Linked DNA regions of Sus scrofa: region 2 is linked to region 1. A link is a contact called in public HiChIP or PLAC-seq data. All regions are on one chromosome and are shown on one strand. Each heading gives the region's core, a stretch centred on a gene start, on an enhancer-like site or on the middle of the called end of the contact. The rest is flanking DNA. Distances are from core to core; before and after follow the strand shown.

Region 1 (6,057 bases), core at 2,024-4,523:
TTCCAGACCTCTCTTTCCAGGAAAGGGTACTTTGTTTTCCATAGAGGTATATTTCTTTTTTCTTTCTTTCTTTTTTTTTTTTTTTTAGCTTTGGGGAGGAGGGTTGGGGAAATCATTTCAAAAGTAAATAGATTTGGTTTGTTTTTCCTATAAAATGTGAAATATTCTCCACCCCCATCCGGCGCTAAACATCAAACCTGTAAAAAGCCCTTTGGCCTTAGATTACACTGTTACTAGTAAACAACTGTTTTATCTTTTTTTTTTTTTTTTTCCTCTCCAAATGTAAAACCAGTTACTTTACTACTAACTTCGGACTACCCCGCTCCGCATCCCTCTTCTCTGCTCACCACAAAGCTCGCTATTACCCCAGAATCTCGGTCACTGTTACTGCCGCCTCGTTACCAGATTCTATCTGCTATTTATAGCTTTGCTGTAGTGGGCACGTGTGCCCACATCACCAGGCTGTCAGAGATAGAGAAGGACGGGCTTTCAATTCAACAGCGTATACACAAATTACAGATTAACCAGGTTGAAGTGAGGCTGCACGATGGCAGGGAACACTGTGAGGGAAGAAATGAGAAGCTCCTTGGCTTCGGTGGGCAGTAGCCCCTCTTCAGATACTGGCTTCCCCCAGTTCACATATCGTACGCTGCTGAATGGCGCCTTTGGTTCTTTTTCGTTTCTTTCTTTTTTTCTTTTTTTCTTACTACGCTTTGCAACCTACCTTGGTACCCTCACCCTCTCTCCCTACGTCCCCTCCTGCCAAACAAGGCCTGAGAGACAGGCAGTCCCACCAATCAGCAGGCTCCCCCAAGAAACTCCCCGCCCCTCACCCTGGTATTAGGCCCAGGCGCGCTCCTCCACCGCCCAGTCCGTCCGAACACTGAGCATGCCCAGTGCCCTACTGCTGCTTTTCCCCGCGAGCAGGGTCTCCAGCGCTGAGAGGGGGCGGAGACCCCAAACCCGCCAGGAATGGGGTGGGAAAATAAGATAAGCCCTAAACAGAGGGGCTAGCGTCATTTTCTAAAGGGTCCTTAATGCCAGCTGGACAAGCAGAGGGCAGCCTGCTTGTTTACAGGTCAGCTTAAAAAAACACAAAAACTTTAGGGGATCATTTGCTTGTGGTGAGCCTGATACCGCAAGGTAACTGTGTAAGAGTCTGTCCTTCTCATGAAGAACTCATTTTCCTGTACAGTTGAGCTGGCACCATTCTTGTTTTCTCCCGATTATCCTTGTGGTCAAGGGTAAAAACGTTATGGGGTGGTTCAGTGGGTGTGGAAGCTGTGTGTGAAACAAACACTTCAGGCAGTATTTACATAGTAGGGTTTTGGCCTTACAAACCCTCTGTAGGTCCCTAACATCTTTTGGAAGTCATAAATAGATTTCGGAGTATGACGAGGGGCTGGCGTCTCATTTTTCTCCCCAAGCCTTCATCCCAAGGTGCGAATCCCCGCCCCCTCGCTGGGGGTGGGGTGGGGAAAAGGAGAAACTGGATATTTACGTTTTCTTCCTAATTGATCTGCTGCTAACACCGCAACGCGGGAGGTACAACGCTTCTCAGAGATCCCTCTTGTTCTCGAGTGCCCATAACCCCCCAATCACTGCCCTTGGGCGTTCCTTTGAGGTACCTCACTGCCGCAAATGCGGGGATTCCAAGGTGGAAGGCTGGCTCCTAAGTCCTTTAGAAAACCTCGCAAAAACAAAGATTTCACTATGGCCTATCACCCTGAAACTGAAATCCAGCTTTTATATTTCCAGGGAGAAAAAACCTCCCTCCGGAAGAGTCGATCTTACCTGTTAGGAAAGATTTAGCCCAGCTCCCGCGCCCCCTCCTCCCGGACCCTCCCAGGCTAGGCTCTGTAGCCGCAGTGCCCGCCCCCCAACTCCCCGCCCGTCGCCCCCCACCCTCACTCCTGCGTCTTCCCGAGTTCGGCACACGCACACCCCCCGTTTTCCCAGATTCCCCTCGTGCTTTCGGGTAGCCACCCAAACACCCCCGCCCGCGCCCGCGGCGGGGATTCCTGCGGGCCGGGGGCACCCTGGGTGGCGCTCGGGGAGGAAGGCTCTGCGCCAGGGCGGGCGGCCGCGCAGGGGCGCTGCCCGAGCGCAGCGCTGAAGCCGGCGCGGGCGCCTCTGCGGCACGACCGGGGGGCGGAGAGGGGCGGGCGCGGGGCGGGCTCAACCGGGAATGTAGAGACCCAGGCGGGAGCCTCCCGGCGGCGGCGGCGGCAGCCGGGCTGCGGAGCGCGGAGGCTCCATCACGTGTTTCTCTCCTGAGTGAGACGGCGGCGCGGTCGGAGGGGGCCGACGCGCAGAGCCAGACGCCGCTGCTTGTTTTGGTTGGGGCTCTCGGCAACTCTCCGAGGAGGAGGGAGGCGGGGAGAAGTAACTGCTGCAGCAGCGCCTCCCGGGGAAGAGGCGTCTTCCCCGACTCCTTCCCCAACCTCCCCCCTTGCCTCCCGCCCTCGTCCCCTCCCCTCCTCCCCTGCCGACTGGAGCGAGGGGCAGGGATGAGCCTGTCCCTCCGGCGCGTCCCCAGCTCCCCAGTAGCGTTTTGCGTGGAAAAGCCACTTTCTTCGCCTGTGGAGATGGGCCCGAATGGGGGCTGCAGAGGACGCGTCCGCGGGCGGCGGCAGCAGCAGCAGCAACAGCCGCAGCGCCGCGGTCTCTGCGACTGAGCTGGTATTTGGGCGGCTGGTGGCGGCGGGGACGGTTGGGGGGTGGGAGGAGGCGGAGGAGGAGGCGAAGGAGAAGGAGGAGGGAGAACCCCGTGCAACGTTGGGACTTGGCAGCTCGCCTCCCCCTGCCCAAGGATATTTAATTTGCCTCGGGAATCGCTACTTCCAGAGGGGAACTCAGGAGGGAAGGCGCGCGTGCCTGGAGGGGCAACGCGGGGACCCCCGGCCGCCGCCGCCTGCGCGCCGGACTCCAGCCCTGGCGGCGAGCGATGCATCTTCTCTCCTTCCCAGCCGCGGCGGCTGAGAAGAGATTTGGCTCCCCGAGGATCCGGGCTGCACTCACGCCGGACGCGCTGCCTCCCCCCAGGGCATGAAACGCCAGTAAACTCCGGTCGGGGCTATCTCCTTGGCGCAGCTGCTGCGTCCTCCCTCGGCTGCCCCTCCCCGGCGCGGAGGGCGGCGTGGATTTCGGAGTCGGGGTTTCTGCCGCCTCCAGCCCTGTTTGCATGTGCGGGGCCGCGGCGAGGAGCCTCCGCCCCCCACCCGGTTGTTTTTCGGCGCCTCCCTCTCCTCGGCGGCGGTGGCGGCGGCAGCATGGCGAGCCCTCCCGAGACGGATGGCTTCTCGGACGTGCGCAAGGTGGGCTACCTGCGCAAACCCAAGAGCATGCACAAGCGCTTTTTCGTGCTGCGGGCGGCCAGCGAGGCTGGGGGCCCCGCGCGCCTCGAGTACTACGAGAACGAGAAGAAGTGGCGGCACAAGTCGAGCGCCCCCAAACGCTCGATCCCCCTGGAGAGCTGCTTCAACATCAACAAGCGGGCGGATTCCAAGAACAAGCACCTGGTGGCCCTCTACACCCGGGACGAGCACTTTGCCATCGCGGCGGACAGCGAGGCCGAACAGGACAGCTGGTACCAGGCCCTCCTGCAGCTGCACAACCGTGCCAAGGGCCACCACGACGGGGCCGCAGGCCCCGGGGCGGGAGGCGGTGGGGGCAGCTGCAGTGGCAGCTCTGGCCTCGGCGAGGCTGGGGAGGACTTGAGCTACGGAGACGTGCCCCCAGGACCCGCCTTCAAGGAGGTTTGGCAGGTGATCCTGAAACCCAAAGGCCTGGGTCAGACAAAGAACCTGATTGGCATCTACCGCCTCTGCCTGACCAGCAAGACCATCAGTTTCGTGAAGCTGAACTCGGAGGCGGCGGCTGTGGTGCTGCAGCTGATGAACATCAGGCGCTGTGGCCACTCAGAGAACTTCTTCTTCATCGAAGTGGGCCGTTCTGCAGTGACGGGACCCGGGGAGTTTTGGATGCAGGTGGATGATTCTGTGGTGGCCCAGAATATGCATGAGACAATCCTGGAGGCCATGCGGGCCATGAGCGATGAGTTCCGCCCTCGAAGCAAGAGCCAGTCCTCCTCTAACTGCTCCAACCCCATCAGTGTACCTCTGCGCAGGCACCACCTCAACAACCCTCCGCCCAGCCAGGTGGGGCTGACCCGCCGCTCACGCACAGAGAGCATCACTGCCACCTCCCCGGCCAGCTTGGTGGGCGGGAAGCAGGGCTCCTTCCGCGTCCGTGCGTCCAGTGATGGGGAAGGCACCATGTCTCGCCCCGCCTCTGTGGACGGCAGTCCTGTGAGCCCTAGCACCAACAGGACTCACGCCCACCGGCATCGAGGCAGCTCCCGGCTGCACCCGCCTCTTAACCACAGCCGCTCTATTCCCATGCCTTCCTCTCGCTGCTCACCCTCCGCCACCAGCCCGGTCAGCCTGTCGTCCAGCAGCACCAGCGGCCATGGCTCCACCTCGGACTGTCTCTTCCCGCGGCGGTCTAGTGCTTCTGTGTCCGGGTCCCCCAGTGACGGCGGTTTCATCTCTTCCGATGAGTATGGCTCTAGCCCCTGTGATTTCCGAAGTTCCTTCCGCAGTGTCACGCCGGATTCCCTGGGCCACACCCCGCCCGCCCGCGGTGAGGAGGAGCTGAGCAACTACATCTGCATGGGGGGCAAGGGGGCCTCCACCCTCGCTGCCCCCAATGGCCACTACATTTTGCCTCGGGGTGGCAATGGCCACCGCTGCCTCCCAGGAGCTGGCTTGGGCACGAGCCCAGCCCTGACCGGGGAGGAAGCAGGCCCTGCATCTGATCTGGATAATCGGTTCCGAAAGCGGACTCACTCTGCTGGCACATCCCCTACTATTTCCCACCAGAAGACCCCATCCCAGTCCTCTGTGGCTTCCATTGAGGAATATACAGAGATGATGCCGGCCTACCCACCAGGAGGTGGCAGTGGAGGCCGGATGCCCAACTACCGGCACTCCGCCTTCGTGCCCACCCACTCCTACCCTGAGGAGGGTCTGGAAATGCACCCCTTGGAGCGGCGTGGGGGTCACCACCGCCAAGACACCTCCAGCCTCCACACCGATGATGGCTACATGCCCATGTCCCCAGGAGTAGCCCCAGTGCCCGGCACCCGAAAGGGCAGTGGGGACTACATGCCCATGAGCCCCAAGAGCGTGTCTGCCCCGCAGCAGATCATCAACCCCATCAGACGCCACCCCCAGAGAGTGGACCCCAATGGCTACATGATGATGTCCCCCAGCGGCAGCTGCTCTCCTGACATTGGAGGTGGTCCCAGCAGCGGGGGCAGCAGCAGCGGTGCCGCCCCTTCTGGGAGCAGCTATGGCAAGTTATGGACAAATGGGGTAGGGGGCCACCACTCTCACGCCCTGCCACACCCCAAACTCCCCGTGGAGAGCAGTAGTGGCAAGCTCTTGTCTTGTACAGGTGACTACATGAACATGTCGCCAGTGGGGGACTCCAACACCAGCAGCCCTTCCGACTGCTACTATGGCCCCGAGGATCCCCAGCACAAGCCAGTCCTCTCCTACTACTCATTGCCAAGGTCCTTCAAGCACACGCAGCGCCCCGGGGAGCTGGAGGAGAGCGCCAGGCACCAGCACCTCCGCCTTTCCTCCAGCTCCGGTCGGCTTCTCTATGCTGCGGCAGCAGAAGATTCGTCGTCATCCACCAGCAGCGACAGCCTGGGCGGGGGATACTGTGGGGCTAGGCCCGAGCCCGGCCTCCCGCATCTCCATCATCAGGTCCTGCAGCCCCATCTGCCTCGAAAGGTGGACACAGCAGCCCAGACCAACAACCGCCTGGCTCGGCCCACGAGGCTGTCCCTGGGGGATCCCAAGGCCAGCACCTTACCTCGGGCCCGAGAGCAGCCGCCACAGCCGGCCCTGCTGCACCCTCCGGAACCCAAAAGTCCAGGGGAATATGTGAATATTGAATTTGGGGGCGATCAGCCGGGCTACTTATCAGGCCCGGTGGCGTCCCACAGCGCGCCTTCGGTGAGATGTTCATCGCAGCTCCAGCCAG
Region 2 (6,057 bases), core at 1,468-3,967, 39 kb before region 1:
ATACTTAAAACATTTTATTATAGAAGTTGCTCTGTTATGATAATGGAACTGAAGATGTTGTTTTTCTACCAAGTTTAGAGTTTAAGTTTTCTGCACGTGTTTGCGCTCTCATTTACAACAATGTGAAAGCTTGAACTCTTCACTTCAGCATTTTGCTTAAAAAGAAAAGTAGCGCAGTTAGGCGATAACAAAATTAAGTCATTTATAAAAACATGAAGAAAAGAACGAGATCAAGTGAGGCTGAAGTGATAACTACCTTTTCTTCCCTAATATGCATGAGGTATTGACCCTCTCTGCCTAACAGACATGTTCCGTAGTGGACTTCATTTTATTCAACGTCCTGAGGCAGTCACACACCACGCCTGCTACCTCACAGAAGAGGAAATTAGGGTTGGGGGATGTTACCTTGTCCTCTGGACATGATCAGTTTGTAGCAGAGGCAGGATTCAAAAGGTAGAGTCTTCCCCACCCAAAACCACTGCCATAGATCTGCCTCTCTGACACAGGAACAAGAAAAATAGGGCCTTTGAAAAACAAATGCTTTATGATGGGACAGTGTTAAGTTCACAGTAGCATTAATAAAAATTATTTCTAGAAGCTGATATCCAAACTGACTTATGTTCATCTGAAAACCCTCTCACTCACAATACCCAGAAGCCACTGCTTGGCCCTGGGAGCAGGGAACGCTGATCAAAGTGTTGTTTCAGCCACAGTGTGGCACTAACTCTTCTTCTCAACATCACAATGAGTCTAGGCTTTAGGGAAACTGCTTCAAATCCTGACTTCTCTTTATCCCGCACCCCCACCCCAAAAAGGAAGGAAAAAATTATAAGTAAACACTGCAACTGACGTTCTGTAAAAACAGCATATGGGGGGGGCGTATCTAACTGAACTCCTGTGACGCTTCTAGAAAACAGGGTAAGAGGACCTGACGAGCGAGGCCTTCTTTGCGATCGTGGAGCTGTATGACATGTGGGAAGGAAAGATAAGGAAACATCGTCAGTCTGGCCTCTTGCTCCAAGTCTCTGCTCCCTAATTCTTCTCAACTCTTAAGACTAAGGCTGATCTCTAGTCAGTTACCCAGTCTACCTTTTTTACCAAATTCTGGGCCAAAGTAAGATACATAACTCAGCTCGATACCAAAAGGCCAAAGAATTAAAAACTACTCTTTAACACAATTACTAATGTAGTTCTTTAACAGGCTACACCATTGGGCTAATCAGTACATACTACTATAACTTTTCACTAAATATCCTACATCCAACAACCTCAACTGTATACAATGTAAGAATCCATAAGCAAATAAATTGCCCAGAGGGGAGAGCGATATTCCTACAGCTCCTATCTAACCCAAGGAAGAATCCTTCCAGCATCCTCTATGTACTCATTTTAGACAGTTCTAACAAGTTACTTGATCATATCTCATTTTTGAGTGTTTTCTAGGTGTGTTAAACATTTTTCCTGCATACTCACATTGAATACTTTCAACCCTATGAAGTAAACTTTAACTTGTCTCAGGCCCTACACCTAGGAAAAGCTTCACCTGGATTCAAATTCCCTTCTGCGACTCCACAATGGTTATTCTTTATCACGACAGCCGGTAATTCCCAAACTTTAGCACCCAGGTGCATTGGGATCAACTGGAAGTCCTGTTAAAATGGATTTCTCATTCATTTAGTCTGGGGTAAGACTCCAAAATTTGCATTTCCAACAAGTTCCCAGGTGATGTTAATGCTGGTAGTCTTGGGACAATTTAGACTCCAATGCACCGCATTCTTCTAAGATAACTTGCTTTCCAAAGTCCTGCCACACTAGTAACAAATTAGTTGTTAGATTTAAAGGTTATTAGAACCAGAAAAAAAAGGAAAAAAAAGGCATATAAATGTGAAATATTAAACAGATTTAAAAAAAAAAAAAAAGCAATTCCAAAGAGAAAAAAAAAAAACAGCAGCAAAGCCCAGCCCTCACTACAGAGGGACCCACCCACCATGATGACTAAACCACGACTACGCAATAATTTTAATGGTAATCCCGAGTCTTCAAAATAATTTATGCTCGGTTTGCAAAAACAAGCAAAAGACCGGATTCTGGAGAAGTTTTAAGGCCTGGACAGAAAAGGGTTAAATACACTTCGTGTATTTCCGATGCCCTATTAAGAGAAACACCACTACTTAGGAGTGTTTGCAACACACTTGTTCAGAGAAATCGCGTTACGCTTTAGAGAAACTGAAACTGCAAGCTGTTGCTGATGCAACATCGCTTCAAACTTCCCGCTTTCGAAAGGAAACCTTTAATTCCCACCTCATCCCCCCACAGAGCGAGCCCTGTCCTCCCAGCCCCTCCGCTCGTCGTTCCCGGGGCGATCGGCCTCGAGCAGAGACCAGGTCAACAAGACCGGGCCCCCAGTAGAGTCGCTCCGGGAAAGCCCCTCTCGGTTCTCCGTCGGAACAAGAGCTCCCAGGATGCGGAGGCTGCGCCTCCAACTCCGCCCCCGGTCCTGCCTCGGCCTCGGGAGGCGCTGCCCGCCGCCCCCAGCCCCTCGCAGCCGCCCGCGGTCCCACGAAAGGACCAGAGAGACCGCGCTGAATAACCGACAGCAAAAGTGCCAAACAGATGCGGAAACTCACGCTCTCTACGGCCCGCCTGCGTCCCCACGTCTTCGCGACCGCGTGCGTCATCACGCAGGGCCGCCGGCTCCGGGGCGCTCCAGGGCCCCGCGGCCTGAGGGGCGGGGAGAGAACGTGATTGACAGAGGCGCAGCCCGCGCCGCCGGTGCGGGGCGGGGGAGGACGGTCCTGCCGCGCGGGAGGAGGCGCATGCTCAGTTGCGCGCGCGCCCGCGCTCCTGTCTCTGTTGGCAGGACCTTCGGACCGCGTGCGACGGCGGTGGTCTCCAGGAAGCTCTTTGGATACATCAGGGAAAGAACTGCGCTGAGCGCGGTGCGAAGGGCAGGTACCTTCGCCGGTTCCTCCAAGGGCCAAGTGGCACGCGGACAATAATATTCCTTCCTGCCATAAGTAACTGGCCGCCTACCACGCGTAAAGCAAGCAAAAGCCTTGCATTCGAAGGGCAGACGCGGGGTTGAGAAGCAGCGAGTGAGGCGCATCGTGGCTGAGAAACTGCCCTTTTGGGCGCCAGCTCTGCCGCAAGGCCAAGACCTGCTGCCTGGAGGAGTCACATACTACTTGTGAAGGGGTTGGCCGAAGAGGCAGAAATCATAATTTATCAGACAGCGGTACAGCTGCCCATCTCCTATTTCAGGTTACAAAGTAGGCCAGCAAAAGAAGATCGAGGGTGTACTTTAAACTCCCCAAAGCTTCTGTCTGAGGCTGCATTTCTTTGTCCATTTAAAGGTTTTAGGGGTAAATTATCTCTATTAATGTATCATTTGATGCAGAACTTTATGGTTCTGCTTCTGGTCTGGAACAAGCTTTATGTTCCATTGTAGGAGTTTGGTTAAGTTAAATGCTGTTTTCATGCAATATGAAAAGTATTTTTTTTTTTTTTTTTTTTTTAAGGGCCGCACCTGTGACATTTGAAAGTTCCCAGGCTAGGGGTCTAATGGGCGCTACAGCTGCTGGCCTACACCACAGCCACAGCAATGTCAGATCCCAGTGGCATCTGAGACCTACACCTCAGCTCATGCAGCACTGGATCCTAACCACTGAGCAAGGTCAGAAGTCAAACCCGCATGCTCATGGAGACTAGTCCAGTTAGTTACCACTGAGCCACCAGTGGAACTCCAGAAAATATCTTATTTGATACAAAATTTTCTAATAACTAGGGGGGAAGATAGGCCTTTTGCAAGGAATAGATAAAATGCAGGTGGTTTTATGCAGCTCTGTATTTATTGAAAGTTGTGGCAGCTGTGTTTAGATAGTCTACTTAAAAAGTGCCTAAATCAGAAGAGCTTTGATGATCATTTGTATTGCAAGAATTCTTCATGGAATTGTTTATTTTGGTGTTTGAAATTTAAATGAAGATTTGGTACACGTGCAGGGTTTATAAGACTTTCAAGTGATAAAGAAGAATCATAATAATTTGCAAGTATGTTCCATGAGCCTTACAAGTTATCCCTTTCTTCTAAAACTAATATGCTCATCAGAAAGTTTGCCTGACGGTGAGAACCTGCATTTCTGGAAATAGAAAATCCGCTGAAAAGTAAAGGTGAATTACCAATAAAATATTTTGTATATTTCCCTAGAAAAAAAATGATTTCTCAAAAAGAAGAGATTCCCCTTTATCCTGAGCCATGACCATATGCATCAATTTAATGCTAATTCTTTTTTTTTTTTTTTTTTTTTTTTTTTTGTCTGCTTTTCTAGGTCTGCTCCCTCCACATATGGAGGGTCCCAGGCTAGGGGTTGAATCGGAGCTGTAGCCACCAGCCTAGGCCAGAGCCACAGCAACATGGGATCTGAGCCACGTCTGTGACCTACACCACCGTTCATGGCAACGCTGTATCCTTAACCCACTGAGCAAGGCCAGGGACTGAACCCACCACCTCATGGTTCCCAGTCAGATTTGTTCACCACTGCGCCACAACGGGAACTCCAAATCTAATTCTTATCTTCCATTCTCTAATACCATTCACGCCTTTCTGTAATTGAATCATTTTTCTTGTCCTGATCTAAATATATCAAATACAGAGGTGATTTTAAGGGAGCCACAAATCAAGGCTCAGTACAGTATTCTTATAAAAGCATCACTATATATAGGGGTTGAGAATATACTTAATTATATTCAATTTCAAATATTAATGAAAATTTTATAGTCATTTAAGAGAAATGTCTGGCTTTTTAAAAATGAACTTTTTGTCCCATATATTTCACTGAGCAGAAAGGAGTTTTTTTAAGCCTCTCGAAATTAGCATGTATCATAGTCAATCTCCATTAAATTGAAAAAACAGGTTACTTGGATAATAATTGTATACCTTAAAGAATGTGTGTGGTAGTCAGCAGGATCCTTTCACTGAGGCAAGTCTTTGAAAACCAAAGACTTAGTGCCTGAAGAAGTCCTTTTACATAAAAGTCATGTAGTTATTAGATTACCTTGTAAGATAATGATTCCTGAAAGTTTAATAGTATTCGTGTATCTTAATTGTGAGAAACGGCAGTGTCATGCACCATATGTGTAATATTTAAGACCTGTGTCATAGCCCAGACAATTTTCTATTTTTATCAAAGTTTTGAGGGAGAACCACAATACCTGGAATTAAGCCATCCCACTTCAATGCGTGTTCCTAAAATGTTCTTGAGTACAGAGCAGTTGTGGTCACAACCTTTGTACAGTTCACAAATCTAGAATTGGTACTGGCAGGGTGGAAGATGAGTATCATTCTCAGCTTTCAAAACCTCTGCTGAAGGCGAGAAAACATCTGGCAACAACACCATAAGCAAGTAACACAAGTGGATTTTTTTTTTTTTTTAAGAGGAGTTTGGTAACTAGTTGCTTTTAATGGATCTAGTATTTTTTATACCCAACACTGTAGGGAAAGATGTATGAAACTCATCAAAGAATTTATAGCTTTATTGTTATGGAAAAGCTTGCAAATTAATACAAAAACAACTTGGAGTTCCTGTCATGGTGCAGCAGAAACAAATCCAACTAGGAACCATGAGGTTGGGGGTCCAATCCCTGGCCTCGCTCAGTGGGTTAAGGATCCAACATTGCCGTGAGATGTGGTGTGGGTTGCAGACATAGCTCAGATCCAGCATTACTGTGGCTGTGGCGTAGGCCAGCAGCTACAGCTCCGATTCGACCCCTAGCCTAGGAATCTCCATATGCCACAGTGTGGTCCTTTTAAAAAGCAAAAAAAAAAAATACAAGAACAACTTAAGACCTGTGCAGGTAAGTACCAAAATTGCATTATATATTATATGATAAAAAGACTAAGAGTAAATACTTCAGAGTGATAGACCAGGTAAATAGTAACCATCAGAGATTTGAAGTGTCCATGATGGTATCAGAAAAAATAGACTTTGAGACAAATACTTTTAGAAACAGACATTTCATAGGAGGGTCAATATATCAAGAAGATATAATAATTAGAAATTT

Evidence for each region. HiChIP or PLAC-seq counts read pairs in DNA pulled down with a chosen protein or histone mark.
Region 2: a contact with region 1 is called in an H3K27ac HiChIP or PLAC-seq map of skeletal muscle. The contact joins the promoter of RHBDD1 here to the promoter of IRS1 in region 1. A contact is called at or near these places in 2 of 47 Hi-C or Micro-C datasets (fibroblasts and skeletal muscle) and 2 of 2 datasets of contacts at active chromatin or transcription factors (alveolar macrophages and skeletal muscle).

The regions. Positions count from the first base shown.
Region 1 is chr15:128,304,500-128,310,556 of Sscrofa11.1, reverse strand. IRS1 (insulin receptor substrate 1) reads left to right here and starts at 3,273. Exons shown (of 2, transcript NM_001244489.1): 1 at 3,273-6,057. The coding sequence starts at 3,273.
Region 2 is chr15:128,342,975-128,349,031 of Sscrofa11.1, reverse strand. RHBDD1 (rhomboid-related protein 4) reads right to left here and starts at 2,717. Exons shown (of 7, transcript XM_021075277.1): 1 at 2,628-2,717.